Regions from separate parts of the Mus musculus genome. Here all the other regions are linked to region 1. A link is a contact called in public promoter capture Hi-C data. All regions are on one chromosome and are shown on one strand. The core of a region is the stretch at or near the end of the contact, and the rest is flanking DNA. Distances in the headings are between cores, read along the strand shown. Region 1 holds the start of Cxcr4 (chemokine (C-X-C motif) receptor 4). Region 2 holds the start of Fcmr (Fc fragment of IgM receptor). Region 3 holds the start of C4bp (complement component 4 binding protein).

Region 1 (2,637 bases), core at 36-2,535:
GCAGCAGGAGTGGTCCAGACCGTGCGCACCCCGATGTCCGAGTCACCCACCTAGGGGCTGGCACCGTTGCCCATCATACCCAGGTCTACGACCAACACACAGCGGTTCTAGGGGTTCCTCCTGGCTGCGCGCCAGGATCGTTCCTCCGGGTGCGAGCGACAGATTGGGCTGCTCCAGCGCGAGCGCCTTTGAATTGCGCGCCGCCGGAGGAAACGGAAAAAAAAAAAAAAATCACCAAAGAACAAAACCCTCCCTAAGCGAGGGGGTTTCAAAAGGCTCAGGAAACCACCGACGGTTAAACACTGGGGCTCAGTCAAACAGTCTCCGAGCTTGCACCTGTTCATCCCTCCGGCGACCCGGCACAACCCAGGTGCGGTCCCAACATGCCCTCCTGTCCCCAACCGCCGTCATGGCCAGCAGCATCATGGTACAGACTTATGACCCTTTCTCAGGAACGATCCTAAAGGCAAGCCCGACCTCGGGAGGTTCGTTTGCCACTGCGGGGAAGTGGCGGGTCGGATGCCCGCAAAGCGCTGCTGCTCCATCCCAAAGCGACGTTCTCTCCGCGGCTGCCGCAGTTTGTGCCCCCCCTCTAGGCAAGCGACGCGGCAGACTAGCTCACTTTTCCCGCCGAAGACGGGCGCTCCTCTGTCTGCACTATGGAATTTCAGAACCGCACTCCTAACTCCAAGAACCGCTCCAAGACGCTCCGGTTCGAAGCTCACCCAGAATGTAGTGCCTACGCGTGCCGACTAAAGTCTCTAAATTCACACAATGTAAGAAACTCTAAGAAAACTCCTGTTTTCAGGAGGACCAGACGATGGTCTGAGTCTTGGGACAGAGGGCAAGCCCTTCTCCCTTTTTCAAAAAACTGGGACGTTTGCAAACAGCGTGCAAGTCGGCGCGCGCCGCGGGACTCAAGGGGGAGGGAAACAAGAGCAACCTTAGGAAAGCTCCATCTGAACCCGTCCCACTCAACTTACTGGCAAAAATATTCCTATCTTCCTCCCCCTATAGCCATGTTCACACACATAAAAAAAAATTAGTTCCCGCTCCTCCTTGTGACCCTGACACCCCTCAAGGTTTTAGTTGCTTCAACCCGCTCCTTAAAGGGGCTGAGCTCTAAGTTCACACGTTTGCACGTTTACTATAAAGTAGGATGCAAGTGGACTTACACTCACACTGATCGGTTCCATGGCAACACTCGCTCTACAGCCGTGGTGGTTACCGGAGCACCAAACGCCTCAGAGGTTTCACTGCTACCTGCTGCACCAGGCAACAAAATTGAAGTTTCTGGCCCGAACCGGACTTTTATAAAAACACGCTCCCGGGGCGGCGCATGCGCAGCTCGGACGGGGCGGGAGGAGACTGGCGGGGGCGGGGCGCAGGGCGCGGGCAAACAGAAGTCCAAGAGCCACTGCTGTTGTGTTTTAAGTCAGTATGGGTCCAGAGCCTGGCCGGATAATGTTCTCAGAGTTGGGGAAAGCAGGATGCCAGCCAGGGTGTTTCTGCGGGTCGCGCATCCATCCTTACCCACGTGGATAGAATTTTAGACCTGGAGTTTACGGGTGGAGAACTTGAGACAAGACTGGGGATGGGGGTGTGTGACTTGGAGCCTGCCTAACCAGTAGGCGGCAATGTTGGAACCTCCGCCAGGGTTCTATACTCTGAGCTGTCAGGAGTGATTACTACCAAAACTCTTCCAAGCAAGTGTGTGTTACTACATATTCATATAATGACATTAGGGTCAGGTGTGGCAGAAAGCACTTGCGGACCCATCCAGAAGCAGATATACTCCCAGGAAGAAAGTCACAATAGTGGCAACAATTTCGTGAAGAGATTTGGGTGTGTGTGTATGTAAAATGATTGAAATGTGCTTTATTATAAAGAATTGAGCGGCGAGGACTTTGTGTAATCACATCCTAAGAAATCCGCACAGAAACACTGGTTCATTTTCATTTCATAAGCACATAGGGGGATGCATCTAGTTAACAGATAATTACAGAGTCCCAGCTGGGAAGCTAGCCGCGATTCATGCGCAGTCAGTGGGCGCTCCACGAGCTCCAAGAGACCAAATGGAGCAGCCTGGGACTGCAAAGCCTGGCCTGAGCCCAGAGCTTTCGCTTCATGCCTATCTCGCGTCTCCCACGCAGAACACTAAGATGGGAAGTCTTAGTGAAGAGCTAGTTAGGTCAGGTTGGGGGCGTGGATGGCTAGGGAATCTCAGACAGGCTAAGGTTGCAGTGGGCGCCCAGACTGCTTCCCAGGCTCGCGCGGGATCCGACCGGCGCCGAGCCTGGGCTAGGCGGGGAGGGAGAAAAGGGTGGGGTCAGAACCAACCAGACCTCCAGCCAGAGACCGCGGGATCCAATGCCGGGGGCACTGGGGGTGGTGAGACATCCGGCAGCAGGAGCCTGGGTTGCTATGCAACCCAGATACCGCCCCCACCCCCTCCTGGAATGGACCAAAGGATAGGCAGGCCCAGACTGCGCCCTCAACTCCATCCCCGCCCCACTTCTCCCGTTCCTTTTTTGTTTGTTTGTTTGTTTGTTTGTTTGTTTTGTTTGAGGCAGTTTTATGTAGTACAGGCTGGACTCAGGCTCCGTATGTAGTTAAGGATGACCATGAATTTCTGAT
Region 2 (2,637 bases), core at 100-2,599, 2.3 Mb after region 1:
CTCTTCCTCTGCACCTGCTCTGGGCTCGCACTCAACCTCCAGGGCTGAGGACATCATTGTGTTCTGTTTTGGAGAGCATGTGACCAATCTGGTGTGTAGGCGTGAGGAAGGAGTGGTGTGCAGGCAGCCAGCCACCAATGAGCCTAAAATAGTGTGGACAAAAGTGACTAGGAAGCCTAGACTAGGGGTACCATTGGCGAATGAAACCCCCGACCCAAGGAAAACCTGGGAATCCTCTGATAAGTTACAGCTTTGCACACCTGAAAGACCATTAAAGCCAAATAGCCCATGGTAAAGGGCTTTTATAGCATTTCTACATCAGTGATCTCTGCTGTGCACCAGACAAGACAGTGACCATACCCAAGTGACCAATGAGAACACAGGCTCAGCGAAGCTTGCCCAAGGCGAACAAAGTCAAGCCTGGACAAACCATTTTGTCTGAAGCCTGAAACTGTTTTCCTTATTCTCAGCTTCTCTACTCTCCATCAGTGAGCCTCACTCACCCTCGCCACTGGGTGTCTTGAAAAATGGCTCGACCAGACTGCCAACCCTAAGGGCAGAGTTTGCTATGTGACTTGTCACACCTGACTCTTAGCATTGTCTTCTGCTTATTAGACAGTGGCTTGTGCCTCTGCCAGAGGGAAGCGCCTTTCAGATACCACTGTAAGAGAATGAGGCCTAAAGATTAACTGAGGCCCTGAGCAAGCTGTGCCTAAGACCTCAGGAATGATAGTGTGCATATTGGAGTACCAGAGGCTATGTGTCTCACCTCCATCTGTTTTCTAGATAAATGTAGTTCAGACAAAAGCAGTAGACTGCACAAAATCCATGGCTAATATCACTATAAATAGTAGGTGTTCACAAGTACTCATGGGAGGAGTTACAGAGTGAGTTCCAAGACAGCCAGGGCTACACAGAGAAACCCTGTCTTGAAATACCAAAACAAACAAACAAACAAAAACAAAAAAACAAACAAAAACAAAACAAAAAAAAAACCCAGGTGACTTTCAAAGCCTAGCTTTGGTCCACAAAGGCTTTGTTGTTGGGAGAGATGAGTTGGTGATGAGCTTTGTTGTCCTGAGGATGGAGAAACAACAAATGCCTCTAGCTCAGAAGTCAGTCGGCACCTATGAATCCTGGGAGGTCCCTTTGAGAAGAGGGGGCAAGGCCTGGCAGCTGCTCAGGCTGAGAGCTTGGACCTGCTCACTCATTTTTATGCAGTACGTGTTTTCTCAATTCTTGATTTCCGCTATGGTTCGCTGGTGTTTTCTTTTTTAGACAAAGACTAGCTAGCAAACAAAACAGATTATCATTTCCTCATTTTAAGTCCTTGCCACTCAAAGAGGTCCAGCATAGCTTTCAAGCACCCAGTTGTAGAAGGCTCCCAGGTGATCGGTGTGTGTCAGCCTCACTCCAGGGCCTCCAGGGAACCATGGACTTTTGGCTTTGGTTACTTTACTTCCTGCCAGGTGAGTGCTCTGAGGAAACACTTCAGACTTAACTACCAGGTTTGAATTAGCCAGAGGTAATCAGTTGACAGCCATCTCTGACCCTGATGCATCTGGAGAGTTGCAGTTGCAGCCGGGGCACAGAGAACAAGGGTGGAGACCTGTGAAGTGGATGCTGGCCACTCCCCACTCCTTCAGTATGCTTCCAGACTTCCACCCTAGACAGCTGTTAGATTTCTAAGGGTTGAACGTGTCACATATCTTAAAGACTCACTTTTTGGGGATCTTAAAATGTATGTCTCCAAGGTTTGTTCTTCTTGTATGTATTTCTCCTCTAGATCTTTCTTCTTCACTCTGAAATTGGAAACTTTCAAATGAAGTCTCCCTAAACTATTCCCTTAAGCTTCTTATCTCAGCTTACAGCCACCTACCCAGCAATCCGCTTGAATGACCACCAAGATCTGGAATACATGCGCCTAATGCCTTGCCTAATATACTTCCCTGGTTGCCATACAAGCCAGCTATTCCATTTGTGTTAAGCGTCTCTAAGATTATAACGTCATTCCATGGCTCCCACTATCTACTAACTAAAACACACTCTCCTCCCTTAGAATCTGAGCTTATCATGCTCCCACGGACCTTCTTCCAGAGAAATAGACCTCTTCTTGGTACAAATGCTACAAATTCCCCCTCCTGCACCCTCCCTCAGGCTGTCCCCGCTTACCATCCCTGTTACTGTCATTACTCCCAGTTTACCATTATTACCTGGCTCTTTGCAGGTCATGGCAAACCTACCTATCTCTCACAGTCATTATTCCCAAGCACCTTCTGAACCCCAGCCACAGCCATGTCCTATTTCGGCTCAGTGTGCTCAGCTTATTTAGTTTGTCAGGAATGCCTGCTTTGTGATAATTAAGCTTTGCTGAGGATTTGACTGGATTGAGAAATGCTGAGGTACTAGTCAAGCTTACTTCTGGATGTAATTGCAAGGTCCTTTCCAGAAAGAATTCAGCAAGGGGAGAAGACCCCCTTGCCTGCGGATTTTACTATCCCGTGGGCCGAGGTCACGAACAGAATAAAAAAAGAAGAAAGAGAAAGGCTGCAGAGGACTGAGTTCACCTTCCTCCCATTTGTTGATCGACCTACCAGCCCACCCTGAGATATAATCAGGCAGCTTCATACTTCTGCT
Region 3 (2,637 bases), core at 69-2,568, 2.1 Mb after region 1:
ACACTTCAGAAACAAGGTCAAGAGATCCCTGAAATGGAACTGATCTGAATGTCCCCTCTCTGGGGACTTAAATGTTACTAGAAGACATTGTGCAAGCTTCCAAAAAAAGGGGAAAGGCAACCAATAGTCCTACCCAGCTCTGATGCCCATGAATGCATCAATGACCAACATGATACAGTAACCCTAAGGGTGTAATAGTGGGACATATTGTTTGAAAGTAACCAGAAACTCTCTAATTGTATTTAAGGCCCATTCAACCATGTCTGTTGCTATAAACCTAGCTAACTAACTACTCAATGCTAGTGAAGTTCCAGTTATTAGAGAATCTACAACTACTAATTTACTAAGCCAGCATAATCTCTAACAACATTCTATAAATATTTATCGTCATACTCACATAGTCTTGAACCCCTCATCAGAAAACACACACACACAAAACAAAAAACAACAACAGAAAAACCCCAACTTCTCTTTGTAACAGAGGCCACCGCAGAAAACTACAACCAATCAAAATGCAGAGTTATGGGTCCCAGTTCTGATGTCTACATCTAAGAAACACTCCTGCACCTGAGAAGAAACTACAGAGGAGGTGGCAGAACGATTGTAGGATCCAAGGGTCCAAGGAATTTACTGTGAAATTGTGTCACCTAGCAACATCAGAAACTGTATCAGAAAAGTCTCACCAACATGACCTCCCAAACATGACCCAAACAAGAACACTGATGAACATACAAAACTAGACAGTGGAATCCCACGAGGCTTTGATTCTACACAAAGAACTATAGGCAACTGAGGAAAGCTGGTAGTAAGAGCTGTGGTATTTCCCATGGAAGATCCACAGCAATTGGTTTCCTAGCGCCAAATTATCAGCCCTGAAAACATACATAAAAGTAACATTATATGGACTGAACAGGTTGTATTTAGGAATAGATGCATGTGATAACAATTAATTTAAAAAAGGAGACTATATTTGAAAGAGAACAAGAAGGGCTGTATGGGAAGATTTGGAGAGAGGAAAAGGAATGGGAAAATGTAATTAAATTGTAATCTCAAAAATAATAAATAGAACACAGAGGAGCACACACTAAAGAACCTGATGACCAGCTTTACCCACAATGCCCCACCCAAGTGCTCAGTAGCCCACTGACCTGCAATAGCAGAGAAAGACTCTGTGGTGGTACTTGGATCTCTACTGTACTAGTTTCTCCCAAGATGAGAGTTGATCATATTATCCTAAAGCTGGCCAGTACTTGCTCCATCAAAAAAGCTTCTGAAGTCTACCCACGCAAGTGATCCTTGCATTCCACCCACACAAGTTTCTGGTTAAGCAGTTGAGTATGACGGACAGGGAGACAGTCTCCTCTGTCCCGGTGAATGATTAACAGACTAGAGCAGCAGTGTTTATTTAATCTCCTTCTCTCCCAGCCCTCATTCTTCATCATGTGTTGGAATTATTTATTTTCTTCTCTGCCAACCATTTCCCCTAAGTTAGAAGGGGACTTGGAATTTGATGCCAGAATTTTCTGTCTTTTCATAATCATAAGAGTTATGCATCACAAAATCCAACCAGCCTAGGAACCTTGAGTTGGAGTTCAGACCCACTCTGACTAAAATGATTCTCTTCCCAGGACTGCAGACCCACTCAGGGACGTTGGATCTGAGGATCTTACTCTTCACTGGTCTCCAGGCATCACCAGGAGCTACAATAGACACAGTATGTGTGTTGTTTATTGAGTTCCTGCTGTGTGCTGACCTGACTGGAACATACTCAGAGCTCCACAGATATTAGCAACTACCACTACCAGGCACCAAAGGATCTCCAGAAGTCAGTCTGACACTCGTCAATATTCAGAAAAATGTAATGAAGAGGCTAATTTATGTGTTTGCGATCACATAAATATACAGATAAAGTCAAGTCCTGAAATGGACCCTTAGTCTGTTAATAATAAGTTTAAAGATTTGTGTGCCCCAAGGATTGCTCTTGGAAAGCACTTCTGGACCAGTGAGATGGCTCTGTGGGTAAATGTGCATGTCATGAAGCCTAAAGACCTGAGTTTTATCCCCAGATTGAACCAATTCGTATATGTTGTCCTCTGACTACCACAAGCATGCCATGCCCCAAATGCCCCTCATATAAATAAATAATTGTAACTCTAAGTAGTAAAAATTAGTTCTTACCAGATGTAGTGTATAATCTTGTAACTGTAGCACTTGGGAGGCTGAGGCAGGAGGATTATGATTTCAAGATTAACCTGGGCTACATAGTAAGATCCTATCTCAGAAACCAAAGGCTGGAAATGCTGTTGGGTGGTAGAGCACTTGTCTGATATGTCCAAAATCCTTGGGTTGGATCAACATAGGGAAAAAAAATTTTTTTGACATCATAATTTATGCTCTGTAATAAACACTAATGGCCTCACAAATTGAGCTCCTCCGTGAAGTTTGACCAAGTTATAAGATTTGGGGTGCACCTTCACTGATAAGCAGAAATTACTGAGAGGAAAATGAGGAGGATATTAGAGGTAAAGAAAGCACAGCCACGTCACAAAGGTAAGAGACTGATTTAATGTGATAAGAGTCCATGTAAAAGCGATCCTATGAAGTCCCGGAAGCTGATTTGGAGGAAATACCGCCCTC

The links. Promoter capture Hi-C pulls out the DNA fragments that hold promoters and counts their contacts.
Region 2: a contact with region 1 is called in a promoter capture Hi-C map of hippocampal neurons, with 6 times the contacts expected there. The contact joins the promoter of Fcmr here to the promoter of Cxcr4 in region 1. A contact is called at or near these places in 1 of 39 promoter capture datasets (hippocampal neurons), 1 of 484 Hi-C or Micro-C datasets (B cells) and 1 of 115 datasets of contacts at active chromatin or transcription factors (large pre-B cells).
Region 3: a promoter capture Hi-C map of liver shows a contact between it and region 1, with 5 times the contacts expected there. The contact joins the promoter of C4bp here to the promoter of Cxcr4 in region 1. A contact is called at or near these places in 5 of 39 promoter capture datasets (the 3T3-L1 cell line, hippocampal neurons, liver and 1 more) and 1 of 115 datasets of contacts at active chromatin or transcription factors (large pre-B cells).

Annotation. Positions count from the first base shown.
Region 1 is chr1:128,591,014-128,593,650 of GRCm38.p6, forward strand. It overlaps Cxcr4 (chemokine (C-X-C motif) receptor 4), which reads right to left and starts at 1,286. Exons shown (of 2, transcript NM_009911.3): 1 at 1,176-1,286. The coding sequence starts at 1,196.
Region 2 is chr1:130,864,428-130,867,064 of GRCm38.p6, forward strand. It overlaps Fcmr (Fc fragment of IgM receptor), which reads left to right and starts at 1,350. Exons shown (of 8, transcript NM_026976.3): 1 at 1,350-1,469. The coding sequence starts at 1,433.
Region 3 is chr1:130,660,300-130,662,936 of GRCm38.p6, forward strand. It overlaps C4bp (complement component 4 binding protein), which reads right to left and starts at 1,319. Exons shown (of 10, transcript NM_007576.3): 1 at 1,149-1,319.